Linked DNA regions of Mus musculus: regions 1 and 2 are each linked to region 3. A link is a contact called in public HiChIP or PLAC-seq data. All regions are on one chromosome and are shown on one strand. Each heading gives the region's core, a stretch centred on a gene start, on an enhancer-like site or on the middle of the called end of the contact. The rest is flanking DNA. Distances are from core to core; before and after follow the strand shown.

Region 1 (4,331 bases), core at 707-3,206, 430 kb after region 3:
AAACCCCAAACTGAATGTCTCCAACTGATGAAAACAAAAGTTGTCAGAGACAGGGTCTCAGTCACTAGTGGAGAAGTTAGGCTAGATGCTCGTGAGGGACCCCTCCATGTCCAAAGTGGCAAGAGAGGGCATGTTCTAGATAGGCGCTGTGTAGCTAGGGAGAGACACCCCAAACCTGCACATGTATAGGGGAGAGCTAGGACTCTGGAAAGATGCTTCAGCAGGGGGAACTCTGAGTTTGGGGCCAGAGTTTTCATCCCCATGTGACAGGGCAAGAGAGAACAGAGGTTCCTCCATCTTGTATTCTTGCTGAGGCCAGTTCATGCTTAACTAGAATTTGATCTCCTTCATGGAGAATCCCATGGAAAATGACACGACTCTGTTCTAGGAACGGAGGTCAAGATGTCCCAGCTAGGGCTGGAGAGATGGTTCAGTGGTTATGAGCGCTGACTGTTCTTCCAGGGGACCTGAGTTCAGTACCAAGCACCCACATGGCGGCTCACAGCTGCCTGTGATTCCAGTTCCAAAGGATCTGGCGCCTTGGCACAGGCATGCCGGCCGAACACCAGTGCATATACAAATAAATAAATCTTTCTAAAAAGATACCCCAGCCGGGCGTGGTGGTGCACGCCTTTAATCCCAGCACTCAGGAGGCAGAGGCAGGCGGATTTCTGAGTTCGAGGCCAGCCTGGTCTACAAAGTAAGTGAGTTCCAGGACAGCCAGGGCTATACAGAGAAACCCTGTCTCCAAAAAAAAAAAAAAAAAAAAAAAAAAAAAGTCCTTTCCCACAATGCCTAGCGGTGCTTCGCTTTGTCTGGAACTCCAGACTGTACTCCCAGCCAGCCTGAATAAAGGCTTTCTTTCTGTCTTTTCATTGTCTGTTTCCTTTTGTTTTGTTTTGTTTTGTTTTTTGAGACAGGGTTTTCTCTGTGTAGCCCTGGCTGTCCCAGAACTTACTAGATAGACCAGGTTGGCCTCAAACTCAGGAGAGTTCATCCTCCAATCAGCCTCCCAAGTGCTGGGATTCAAGGTGTGTGCCAGGACACCTGGCAAGAAAAGGGTATTTTTAAATGAGGTTTAACCCATATACACACTTCCTTGAGTAAGACTTACTAAATCAGGCTACTGTGTCATCTGGAAAGGTGGAAGGTTTGAGCCAGCTGTTACTAAGAAGAGGGTGGATCCCTTGATCAGCAAGTGACAGCCAGAGAGATTTTGGGGTAGTAGCAACTGCTACCTTGCAGCTGAAGGGCCGGGAAAGAGAGCTTGCCCAGCCAATCTGAACCCTGAGGCTGCTAATCAACACAGCAAGAGAAGACTCTGTGGAGCTCCTGGTAGGCTCCCACTATGTAGACCATGCTGACCTTGAACTTACAGCAGTTAAGATCCTGTACCACGGGGGCTGGTGAGATGGCTCAGTGGGTAAGAGCACCCGACTGCTCTTCTGAAGGTCCAGAGTTCAAATCCCAGCAACCACATGGTGGCTCACAACCATCCCTAACAAGATCTGACGCCCTCTTCTGGTGTGTCTGAAGACAGCTACAGTGTACTTACATATAAATAAATAAATTTTTAAAAGAAAAAAGATCCTGTACCACTCTTGCTGAGAACTTGAATTGGCTCCCAGCACCCACTCGGGGTGGGGGGGTCGGGGGTGGGGGACGGACACGGGACAGGACTTTGGTTATTCGAGCTCCTGGGGATTCAACACCCTTTCCGGCCTCTGAGGCCCCCTGTGCTCTGGTGCATACACTTCAAGTACATAATTAAAAAAGAAAGAAAGAAAGACTTTAAAAAAAGAAACCTAGTTTTCAATGTGGGTTTCTAAGAAGATGCTAAATACAGAACTATGGAATGTAAGCTATTTCCCCTCCATACTTCCCCAGTCCTCAGAGCCCAAGAATGAGCTCCGACTTGAGAGAACAGAAAGCTTTTTGGTTTAAAATGCCGGGTGGGGCGTTGTTTCCCGCTCCGGCTGGGGCTGGAATCCACCCATTGTGATTCAGCTCTCCCCGCTGTTCCTTGGAACTAGTGAAGGACAAAGCCACAGCTTTCCTCACCTCTCTTAGAAAAGGCCACAAAAGACAGATTTGGGAGCTCTGTGGGTGGCTAAGCATTTGTGGGTTGATCAGAGGTTGGAAGTTATCTCATCTCCCGGCCTCCTAGTGAGTCTGAGGCCCACCTGGGCCACAGGAGACCCTGTCTAATATTTAAAAAAGAAAAGGAAAGGAAAAAAAAAAAAGGAGGAAAGCAAAGTGAAAACAAAGTCTAGCAGTTGGGCAGAGGTGACACATGCCTTTAATCCCAGCACTCGGGAAGCAGAGGCAGGCAGATTTCTGAGTTTGAAGCCAGCCTGGTCTACAGTGAGTTCCAGGATAGCCAGGGCTACACAGAGAAACCCTGTCTCGAAACAAAACAAAGTAAAACAAAACAAGTCCAGCAGTACTTATGGTCCTAAGCAGCGGCTACCAACCTGTGGGTTGTGACCCCTTTCATAAGGTAAGGGAGTGCTGAAAGACCCTTTTGCCTAAGACAATACCGTCGCAAAACACAGAAACAGTACAATTGAAAGCGGTAGAAAAATAACAGTTATGAAGTAACAGCGAAAATAATTTTCTAGTTGGGGGTCACCACAACGGAGGAGCTGTCTTAAAGAGTTGCACGAAGTGTTAGGAACGTTGGGAACCACTGGCCTAAGGTGATAAGCCATCCACTTTTAGAACCGGTTGATCCAATGCAGTTCACACTTTTGGGAAAAGGCCGAATTTGGCTCTGGGGGAAGTATCAATCTGAACAAGTAGGTTTGGTGATGAGTCCTCAGACTGCCAGGAGCCCCAGGATGGAAGGCAGGGATGGGAGTGGCTTATCTAGGGTCACTCCCCTAGCCTCAGCCCCCCCCCCCAACCATTAAGGAAATACAAGGGGCTGAGACTTAGCTGTAGGCATTCCCCAAGCGTAGCCTATGGCTCAGGAATAGTTTTTAAAGTCTACCCTAGTTGGGACTGAAGAGATGGCTCTGGACAGAGAGCATGCACTGGTTTTTTGATGTTGATTTGTTTTTGAGACATGGTCTCACTATGCAGCTCAAGTTGGCTGGCCTGGAGCTCACAGAAATCTACCTGCCTCTGCCTCCTAAGAGCTGTCATCGCAGCCGGCCTTCCTTGGTTCATTTTTAAATATTAATTTATTTGTATTTTATGTATATTGGTGTTTTGACTGTGTATATTTCAGTATGAGGGTGTCAGGTCCCTTGGAAACAGGATGTAAGCTGCCATGTGGGTGCTGGGAATTGAACTGGGGTCCTCTGGAAGAGCAGCCTGCTGAGCCATGTCTCTAGTCCACTATTCTTTACACACACACACACACACACACACACACACAGTACCTCCTAGAATGGAAGCACTCTAGGGCTTACTAACCCTAATTTAGAGGCACTTCCCAATGAGCTTGTATTTATTAATTCCTTCTAGACAAGACGCCCTCCATGCCCCCCTCCCTTGTAGCTGCACATGTCCTTACCTGGCAGAAGACACTATGTAGTCCAATGGGGTTGCGAAGGGATCCAACAACCCCCATACTGACATACATACAGTCCAAACACCAATATACAAAAAATAGGACTTGAGCCGGGCGGTGGTGGTGCATGCCTTTAATCCCAGCACTTGGGAGGCAGAGGTAAGCGGATTTCTGAGTTCGAGGCCAGCCTGGCTTATAAAGTGAGTTCCAGGACAGCCAGGGCTATACAGAGAAACCCTGTCTCGGAAAAAAAAATAATAAAAGGACTTGAGACTTTGCCCTTATTTCCCCTGAAGGCTCAGAGGGCATATCTTAGCCTTCTCTTTCTCAGACTTTGACTCTGTTATGAGTGACCATAAAAATCTGGGCCTTCAGAGACAAACCACACACACTGGGGGGTGAACACATGTGTTGGGGATGGGATCTAATGCTTTGAAGTAATCCGGGCCCCCAAAATTGTGAATCTGTGTGTCCAAACGCTGAAGATCCTTGTCCCCAATTGGTTTCTGATCAATCAATAAAGAGCCAACTGCCAATGTCCAGGCAGGTAGACTGAGGCGAGACCTTTAGATTTTCACAGGCTAGGCATTGGGAGAAAGGAAGGAGGGAGACGGATTAGATTTAGAACTGCAGAAGGAAAATCATCCGGAGTGTAGGAGAGAAGGAATGGGCCCGGAAGGGCTGCCCAGAAGGAGCCAGGGCAGCAAAGATAAAATATGGAGTTAGAGGCCATTAAGCTAGCAGTACCAGAGGGTAATGTGTGCTAGCTGCGGGGAAGATTAGAACTGCCCAGGCTTTGACCTCATCAAGGCAT
Region 2 (4,714 bases), core at 251-2,750, 280 kb after region 3:
CCTCTCAGCCCCTGAGGTTCTTGGTTTTTTGTTTTTGGTTTTTGGTTTTTCGAGACAGGGTTTCTCTGTATAGCTCTGGCTCTCCTGGAACTCACTCTTGTAGACCAGGCTGGCCTCGAACTCAGAAATACGCCTGCCTCTGCCTCCCGAGTGCTGGGATTAAAGGCGTGCGCCACCACGCCCCGCTCGAGGTTCTTGTTTTTGACAGTCTCATACTTGTGTACGATCCACTGAGATCGCCTTCACCGCACTCCCAGATTCTCTGTCGCCCCGCCCCTATGCTCCTTCCTGCTAACACCCCCGCTTTTATGCAAAGGTTCCTCTTTTCCCCAGGCCCCATGCAGACAGCCACGGCTTCTGTGTAGTCATGCTTGCAAGGTCATGTCATCCGCAGGTGACAGCACCCCACCACACACCTCCCTCCATCCTCCCATCCCCTCTCTGTGGTGCTCCTTGGACTTTGGAGAGGCTATTGTTTTGGGTGTTTTTCAAACAGGGTTTCAGGAATAATGACCTCCAGCTTCCTATGAAGCCGAGGCTGACCTTGAACTCCCGATCCTCCAGGGGCAACAGGCATGTCCCACCACACCCAACTATGGACCAGATCGGCTCTGAAACTCCTCTCGTCTCTGGGATCTGGCAGAGAAGCATGTCTGGTGTCAGGAGAATGACCTTGGTGACCTTTCGAGGTCCTGCCTGGCCACTGAAGCCAGCACTCAATATTTATGTGGATGACTGCTCAGGAGTGTGGGGAAAGGAGGGGGGATGGTGGGCGGGCGTGGGGGAGTAAAGCGAGCTGACACCCAGCGGCAGTGACTCAGGCCCTCAGCACCGTGACAGTGACAGCGTGTCTGCTTTTAGCTGGTGGCTCTTGTGTCCCTGGCGGGCTTCTCCAGGGGGCCCCCCACCTCTGTCTGTCTCACCTCAGTACCGGTGAGCCTCTGAAGCCTTGCCAGACACACTTCAGCTGGGACTGGCAACACAAACTAAAGTTGCAGTAGGAATCTGGGGGTTGACAGAGCCCTCTATCTCCAGCCATTATTCTGGCCCCCAGCTGTGTCCAGTCCTGTTCTCACTTCACAAATCACTGGGGATGCAGCTGGAGCCAAAGACAAGAAGGGCGGTCCCCACACCTTCAGGAACTCGCAGGTTGATGGGGAAAGACAGGTGAACCTCCTCAGGATTAGGGACTAGGGGAAACCACAGAGAGGTCTCAGAACTCACAAAAACTGTCACTCTGCCAGGTGTTGGGGGACTCTGAACAGAAGGAGCCCTGTGTGGGCTGGAGAAAGCAGAGGCTTCCATGGGAGAGCGAGAGGAGGTGGTTATATGGGGAGGTGAAGATCTGGAGAAGTGTACTCCAAAATTAAGGCATGGGCTGAGCGCTTCCCTAGGCTTCTGCCTCCTGCCCAGCATCAGAATCCGGGATTCTACTCAAAAGTCAACGGAAAAAGAGGAGATTCTCGGACACAGGGGTCTAGCACATCTGGATGGAATCCCAGCCATTCCAACGTACTTAGGTTCAGCCCACCCCTCCTAGGAGGCTGTATTTCCTGGTCTGGAAACTGGCCTCAAAGCTCCTCTTTTTGAGTTGTGTTAAGATCAAAGAGGGCTCTGCTGGGAAGAGACAGCAGTGGCCAGAGACATCGTGGAAGCCGGAGCTAAGGCACCTGTCAGCGGTCGACCTTACCTGGATGTGAAATCATGTGACTAGGACGCTTGGGCAGACACCAACTCTGAGCCTGAGGTAGAGCGAGCAGACTGTTCCCAGCAACTTTGCCCCTTAGACCTTTCGTGTTATCTGCTCTTTCCCTGAAGCTGGGCCCAACCCCACCCCCACAGCCTCAACTCCAGCCGCCAGCTCTCTTTTCCTCTGCCTCTTATGGTCCTGGGAGTGGGGATAAGGTGAAGAATCACCAGTCCCTGTGGCAGATGACAGGGGTCACCCACACGTTCTATCTCCCCTCCCTGGGCTTTCTCAGCCTTCCCTAAGAGATAGCTGGACCTGGAGCGCCTCGGAATCCCTCGGGGTACCTGCATGTATATACTCTCTCCTCAGGAGTCTAATAAGGGAGGCACAGGCCCTGGGGGGCACAGTACAAGAGGAGAGGAGGGTCCCAGGCTATCGAGGGGACCAACAAACCACGAAGTCCTGGGGACAGGCACAGGGCAGGACCCACCCCCTGCCCTGGCAGGTACAGAGGTCCTTGGGGCTGGAGCTCTGGACTAACAGTGCCAGGTGGTGAGCTCAGCCTTGCAACCCTGCCCTCCTGTGTCGGGCTGTCAGCAGAGCCGTTTCTCCCAAGAAGATTTCCAGGCCCCTCTGGGCAATGAAGAGGCCTAAATTTAGCCAGCAGACAAGGGGCTGGCCTCGAGCCCAGGGACAGTTGGGCCTTATAAAGCGCTGGCAGTCAGGGGCCCCGGCACGCTTCCGTGGAGGCCTGGACCCACTCGTTTCTCCAGCCCAGCCCCTGCCCGTCTGGACAGGGACCCCCGCTGCCTGTGGATGAGCCATCGGACCTCCTCCGCCTTCAGAGCGGAGAGAAGCTTCCGTTCCTCTTCCTCCTCCTCCTCCTCCTCTTCTTCTTCGGCCTCCCGTGCCCTTCCAGCCCAGGACCCACCCATGGAGAAGGCTTTGAGCATGTTTTCAGACGACTTTGGCAGTTTTATGCTGCCCCACTCGGAGCCCCTGGCCTTCCCAGGCAAGTGCTGGGGCTCTGAGGGGAGGGGAGGGCCACAGGTGGGGGACATCTGCTCCAGGCCATCGCCGAGCATGCTGTGGCCACCCACCTGCCAGACATAGGTGCCGCATGGGTCACAGCCATATGTGGCTGTCAAGGTAGACCTGGCCACCAAGACAGATGTGGCTACGATATAGGTGGGCTACCTGGGACCCTAGGGGTGAGATGTGAATCAAATAGTCTCATATGGCCAGTGTCATAGCGGGAGCCCTGGAGGGCTGGCGCTGGGACTGAGGGGCGGCTGGCCCTTCAGAGCTTCCAGGTCAAATTGCTAAAGGGGGAACTTGTCTGCGTAGACACAGATTGAGGTGCGTGAGGCTCACCTCACTCCATCCCTCGGGGACAAGGTAGGCTGCAAAAGTGAGGCGAGGGGCTGTTGTCTGGGAGAGTCACTCATTTCCCCAAGAGAAGAGCAGAGACCCTGAGGGTCTGAGGCTCCGGCTTGCCTGGTGCCCAGCTTATATAGCAGCCTTGCCCACAGCCCGTCCCGGGGGCCAAGGAAACATCAAGACCCTCGGGGATGCCTACGAGTTTACAGTGGACATGAGAGACTTCTCCCCTGAAGACATCATTGTCACCACCTTCAACAACCACATCGAGGTGCGGGCTGAGAAGGTGAGTCTGGCCCCTGGCCCGCCCCAGGGTCCCCACCTTTGCTCCTGCACTCTGCCTGGTCTAGCCTGGTCTCTGGGCCCTACTTTCCCCCTATCTTTGTAGGCTTCGTACCCTGATTTATGTTCCTTCCCTGTCTGTACCCAGGGTAAACTACAGCCCTTTCCCAGTGGGCTCACGGGCCAGGGACCTTTACAGTCCCTCTCCAACCTAAGGGTCACAGAACCTGTCTTTGGGGACCATGCCATGGCACCTGAGGACCCTCTAGGGATGGGCAAGGGATCCTGGGATGAGGTCAGAGAGGAACCTGAGTGATGGAGATGTAAGGGGGGTGAGGAGATGAGGACAGTCACCATGGTGGAAAGTGACCACGGTGCAGGAGGGACAGCTCCCTGGCACAGGGTAGAGGAGGTGGCAATGACACACCCAACCTGGGCAACACGGTCCATTCCTACCACATCTCTACCTCGCCTTCATCCCAGAGCCAAAAGTCTGGGTCCTGTCGTGGCACCTCCATACTGGGACTGAGGCTGAGCAGAAAGCCCTGAAGCTGAGTCACAACCACCCTCCACCTCATGTACCTTACCCGGAGTCTCAGGGTACCTAGATCATCAGAGGAGCACGGCCAGCAGCTATCCCAGCTCTTAAGCCTGTGCTTAAGGATATTCTTAAATATTCTTAGAGGATATTTATCAACACCTTCCTGCCACCCCCAAGCCTGGCTAGCTCTCCTAACTCAGGCTGGACACTGGGAAACCCTGCCAGGGGTTCGAGGACTGCGCCACTGGCCGCACGTGCCAGCCCCACATCCCAAGAGTGACTCAGCCAGCCAGCTCCACTGAACACTATGTGCTGGGCTGCTCGTGGGGGAGGGCAGGGGCCCTGATGTGGACACTCAGGGTGCCTGGGGAGCCAGAGGGCACAGCTGTGTCATCTCCCCACTATGGCTCAAGAATCTCAGACTTCCAGTCACTGCTGTGGAAGCTCAACCCTTATTGAGCCCCACCCAGCCCCATCCTATACCCAGCTTCCCTGGGGACCCCTAGAAGGCCTCTGAGTCCCTCTGCACAGCCCTGGGATCCTGGGCACCCCAACACCCCTGGCCAGATCTTTTGTACCCTGATAGCTGAACCCCTCATCACACAGTGGGGTAACTGAAGACAGAGAGCAAAGACGAGACTCTGGCTTGATTTTGGGGTGAGGCTAAGGCTAGGGCAGCCATTCCTGACCTGTCATCTGTCCCCCAGCTGGCAGCTGATGGCACAGTCATGAACACCTTTGCTCACAAGTGCCAACTACCAGAGGATGTGGACCCAACATCGGTGACCTCGGCCCTTCGAGAGGATGGTAGCCTCACCATC
Region 3 (4,534 bases), core at 1,157-3,656:
AAAAAAAAAAAAAAAATCAAAACCAAAAAAAAAACCAAAACCAAAAACCAAACACATTAAAGCAAACATATTAAAAATGTAGGGCAGTGTCTGGAGTCTGGAGGGATGGCTGAGGGGTAAAGAAGTGCCCACTGCTCTTACAGAAGGCTGGAGTTTCCGTCCCGGCACTCCCATCAATGGCTCACAGAGGTCTGTAACCCAGCTACAGAGGATCCTACGGCTTCTAGCATCCCCGGGCACCCACACATCCACGAGTCCACGAGCAGAGAATACACATCCTCACTTTCTCTGGGAGTAGTGGCGCCTGCTTCCAATCCCAACACACAAGCAGGCAGTGCTCTGTGGTTTCCAGACTAGCTGGTCAACAGAGCTAATTCCAGGACAGCCAGGGTTACATGAAAGCTGTAAAAACCAGGGTTTGGAAACCCATTCTTTTCTAAATAAATAAATAAAATCAGAAGAAGAAAAAAAAAACAGTTTTTTTTTCCTTTCCTATTTTTTTTTTAAATACAGGTGACATGAGGGGCATTTGGGAGACACTCCTCCTAGTGGCAGGCCATAAATGCCTCTACCGGAAATTGTGCATTTTCTGGCAGAAGTCACTATTGCACACACTTCCTTTTTTTTTTTAATATTTATTTATTTATTATATGTAAATACACTGTAGCTGTCTTCAGACACTCCAGAAGAGGGCATCAGATTTCGTTACGGATGGTTGTGAGCCACCATGTGGTTGCTGGGATTTGAACTCAGGACCTTTGGAAGAGCAGTCAGTGCTCTTAACCGCTGAGCCATCTCACCAGCCCCTGCACACACTTCCTAACAGGCAGCACACACTCAAAAAATATAGGTGGAGTGAATAAATACCTAAGCGACACCTGTTAGTCTCTATAAAAATCTTATTTGTTGAGTGTGGTGGCGCACGCCTTTAATCCTAGCACTCTGAAGGCAGAGGCAGGGAGACCTCTGTGATTTTGAGGCCAGCCTGGTCTACCTGGTGAATTCCAGAAAAGCCAGGGCTATATAGAGATCTTGTCTCAAAAACACCAAAACCAAACAAACACACACTTTCTTGATTCAAGGGGAATGTACCTTAAACCTCTATTAAATAATCGCTGAACCAAGCAGGCCTTCCAAGGCTCGTTAATGCTAAGTCGAAAAGCATCACCAATCTTTCGAGAAATGCTGAACTAGCGGAAAAAACTTCGAGGCCAAGTTTCAACATTCCTGTGAAGATACACCACTGCTGTGCTGGTTAGAAGCGCTAGGGGAAGACAGACCCAACTCCTCCTCTATCCTAGTATATGTGACTCCCCACACATAAACTTTTGAGGTGAATGTCACCGGAGCGGAGCCCAGCCCAGCCCAGCCCAGCCCGGCCCGGCCCGGCCCGGCCCAGCCCGGCCCAGCCCAGGCGCGGACACATGGTCACCAAAGAGACATTTCCGTCTCCACGAGGGTTAGCTTCGAACCTCAAACTCTGAAATTACCACGAGAATCACGAATCTAATAGAGGAGTTCCTACTTGGGATAATTTTTCCTTTTCCTGTAACTTTTGGGGGCAAGCAAAAACTCTCACTCGCATCATACCGATCGGTAATCTCCCCTTCTCGCAGGCATGAGGCTATCTTACAAATCACACCCTTCTTCCTTTCCCTTCCCTCCACTCAGAAGAACGTAGTCCGAGATCCTTCCCACTGCGCAGATCTTAGGGTGGGTCCCGGGGAAGAGCAGATGCTTTGCAGAGTTTAGGGGAGCTCTGCTGAGATCCCCGGAAAACTCGGACTAAAACTGAAAGAGGAAAAGGGAAAGGAAGAGAAAAAACCAGGCTCGCTCACCGCGGCGGAAGGCGCACAGCGGCGGGGGATTTCGGCCCAGAGCCCAGTGGTCCCAGAGGACACATGGTCGCTTGCTCCCCGCTGTCTCGGGGCCTCCTCCCGCTCTTCCTCCGAGCCAGGCACTCCACCCGAGCCCCTCCCTCACCAGACGGAGCTCAAGAACTTTAAAATGGTCCCTAGGGCGCGGGGGACCAGAGAGAGTTGCCCCGGGGTAGAAGGTGGGGCGCCCAGAGCGAAGCGCACACCGCTGGGCGGAGAGGCACCCGGCAAAGGTGGAGAGAGAAATGGAACGCGGCCCCTTTAAGAGGCCTTCACGGCGATCCGGGACCGGGGGCCTCTCTTCCACCTCCGGCCCGGCGTGGGAGACCCTTCCTTGGGGAAAACTCTCCCCAGACCCACTCCCCGGAGGCTTCCCTCACGCCAGGTCCGCCCAGCCCTACCGCGGGGCGGCAGCTCCTCCTTACCCCGCTGTCTGCCGCCTCCTCCCAGCTCTCAGCGACCTCCTCATCTTCCATCTTACTCGCCGCTTTCCCTCCTCCCCCAACCCCTCCCCGCGCCTGCGCCTTGAAGCGCGCCTGAGTCGCGGGCGGAGGCACGCAGGGCTTTCCTCAATGGACCACGCCCCCTCCCCCAGCCCGGAAGAGGCGCCCGGCCAGGTCCTCCACTCGCCTGGTCTGCCATCTTGGAAGAGGGCAGGGAAGTCAGATCGGCCTCCATCTTTCATGAGGTCAATACGCTCGCTGGTTTACTGAATGAGAGAGTTCAAGTGACGTTACCTGCTCCAGTTCGGGAACTGTGTGCTTTGGAACCATCGTTTCTTAAGGGCAGGCAATGATTGAAAATTAATTTTTTTTTCAAAAATTGAATCTCAAAAGAAAAAAAGTGAGTCTAAGTTTTTCTAAGCTACAGGTCACATGTTTGTTTTACAGCATTTTTTTTTTTTTTTAAGGTGTGCGCCACCACACCCGGTAACCAGTCATACTTTTTTTTTTTTCTAAGATTTATTTATTTATATGTAAGTACACTGTAGCTGTCTTCAGACACTCCAGAAGAGGGAATCAGATCTCGTTAGGATGGTTGTGAGCCACCATGTGGTTGCTGGGATTTGAACTCCAGGCCTTTGGAAGAGCAGTCTGGAAGAGCAGTCGGGTGCTCTTACCCACTGAGCCATCTCACCAGCCCTGTTTTACAACATTCTTGAGACATTTCTATACTTAAAGAAAGGATTAAAAAGCATCTTTGGCCGGACGTGGTGGCGCACGCCTTTAATCCCAGCACTCAGGAGGCAGAGGCAGGCGGATTTCTGAGTTGGAGGCCAGCCCGGTCTACAAAGTGAGTTCCAGGACAGCCAGGGCTACACAGAGAAACCCTGTCTCGAGAGGAAAAAAGAAAAAAGCATCTCTGGGCTGGAGATATGGCTCAGCAGTTAAGCGCACAGCCTGCTCTTACAGAGGTCCTGAGTTCAAATCCCAGCAACCACATGGCTCCCAACCATCTGTAATGAGATCTGGAGTGTCTGAAGACAGCTACAGTATCAGTATACTTACAGATAAATAAATTAAAACATCTTTAAAAAAAAGAAAGAAAAGAATTAAGGCAGCAGGAAGAAAAGACTCAGACAGCTGAAGATGGTGAGAAGCATGGCATTAGGAAGCAGGCACTGCCTGAGCAGTGCTGGCCCTCGCCTTTAATCCAGCACTCAGGAGGCAGAGGCAGGGGAATCTCTGTGAGTTTACAGAATGAGTTCTAGGACAGCCCCTGTCTCAAAAATTAAACCAAAAGGAAACAAGACAACAACCACCACCCTCCTCCCACACACACCTTATTATACTGAAGAGTCACAACCGGTATCTGACTTCCCTTAAAAATTCTAAGGGGGTCGCCGGGACGCGTTTAATCCCAGCACTTGGGAGGCAGAGGCAGGTGGATTTCTGAGTCGCCTGGTCTACAGAGTGAGTTCCAGGGCAGCCAGGGCTACACAAAGAAACCCTGTCTAATGGGTATGACTGCTGAAGGGTGGGGGGCAGCTGGTGGGGGTGGCTTGCCTGTCTGTCTCACCTCTAATCCTTTCCCCAAACACAGACAACATTTCTGGGACATGTCCCTTATAGTTAGCTCTATCAAAAACATGCTGTTGAGTAAGGCAGCAATGTGGGTGCTATAATCAAGTTAACTGACTTGGAATGTGGTTTTCCCTCATATTTTTAGGGTCCCATTAATCTTAATAAAGTAAGAGTTTCCTGTTGTGACATTTTGCAGTTTGTATTCTTAGTGATCATAATTGCAACCATCTTGGTAAAATGTTACCAGCTTTTTTCTCCTCCTCCGAGATTTCCCAGCATTCTGGATCATTGCCAGGTCCGTTGTCACGGGGCTCTTACCTAGAACCTCCTGCTCTACACCTCTGCCTGCATACTGAAGCCTTTCAAGATGCCAGCCCCAGCCCCACCCCCACCACCTGGCCCCTGGAGGGTTTCACTATGTATCCCAGGCTGTGCTATAATTCACTCTGTAGACTGGGCTAGCCTGACTCCAGCTGACAGGGATCCACCTGTCTCTGTGTGCTGAGCACTGAGATTGAATGTGTGTGCTGCCGTGGTCAGTTGGGATTCCAGTTCATGTAATCAGGCTTCTTGTTGACAGATATCTCACAAGCAGTAAAAAGCCTGTTTGAAACTCAAAGAATTGGACTATTT

Evidence for each region. HiChIP or PLAC-seq counts read pairs in DNA pulled down with a chosen protein or histone mark.
Region 1: a contact with region 3 is called in an HNF4G HiChIP or PLAC-seq map of pancreatic cancer cells. The contact joins the enhancer-like site here to the promoter of Szrd1 in region 3. A contact is called at or near these places in 4 of 39 promoter capture datasets (the HPC-7 cell line, cranial neural crest, hippocampal neurons and 1 more), 18 of 484 Hi-C or Micro-C datasets (B cells, the C2C12 cell line, CD4 T cells and 13 more), 11 of 115 datasets of contacts at active chromatin or transcription factors (the 230-238 cell line, astrocytes, bone marrow-derived macrophages and 3 more) and 1 of 9 other capture datasets (pancreatic islet).
Region 2: a contact with region 3 is called in an H3K4me3 HiChIP or PLAC-seq map of bone marrow-derived macrophages, with 10 times the contacts expected there. The contact joins the promoter of Hspb7 here to the promoter of Szrd1 in region 3. A contact is called at or near these places in 4 of 39 promoter capture datasets (hippocampal neurons, liver and stem cell-derived epiblast-like cells), 1 of 484 Hi-C or Micro-C datasets (embryonic stem cells), 5 of 115 datasets of contacts at active chromatin or transcription factors (bone marrow-derived macrophages, embryonic stem cells, microglia and 1 more) and 1 of 9 other capture datasets (pancreatic islet).

Annotation. Positions count from the first base shown.
Region 1 is chr4:141,563,550-141,567,880 of GRCm38.p6, forward strand. No RefSeq gene overlaps it. Among named protein-coding and RNA genes, the nearest start is that of B330016D10Rik, 20 kb to the left of the region's middle. Within about 2 kb of position 1,957, at least 66 of the 459 cell types and tissues checked have an H3K27ac peak or open chromatin away from gene starts, as enhancers often do. A contact at or near this core is called in the C2C12 cell line, astrocytes, embryonic stem cells and 1 more, where this site is marked.
Region 2 is chr4:141,419,279-141,423,992 of GRCm38.p6, forward strand. Hspb7 (heat shock protein family, member 7 (cardiovascular)) reads left to right here and starts at 1,501. Exons shown (of 3, transcript NM_013868.4): 1 at 1,501-2,702; 2 at 3,223-3,356; 3 at 4,601-4,714. The coding sequence starts at 2,507.
Region 3 is chr4:141,137,390-141,141,923 of GRCm38.p6, forward strand. Szrd1 (SUZ RNA binding domain containing 1) reads right to left here and starts at 2,407. Exons shown (of 4, transcript NM_001025608.2): 1 at 2,303-2,407. The coding sequence starts at 2,353.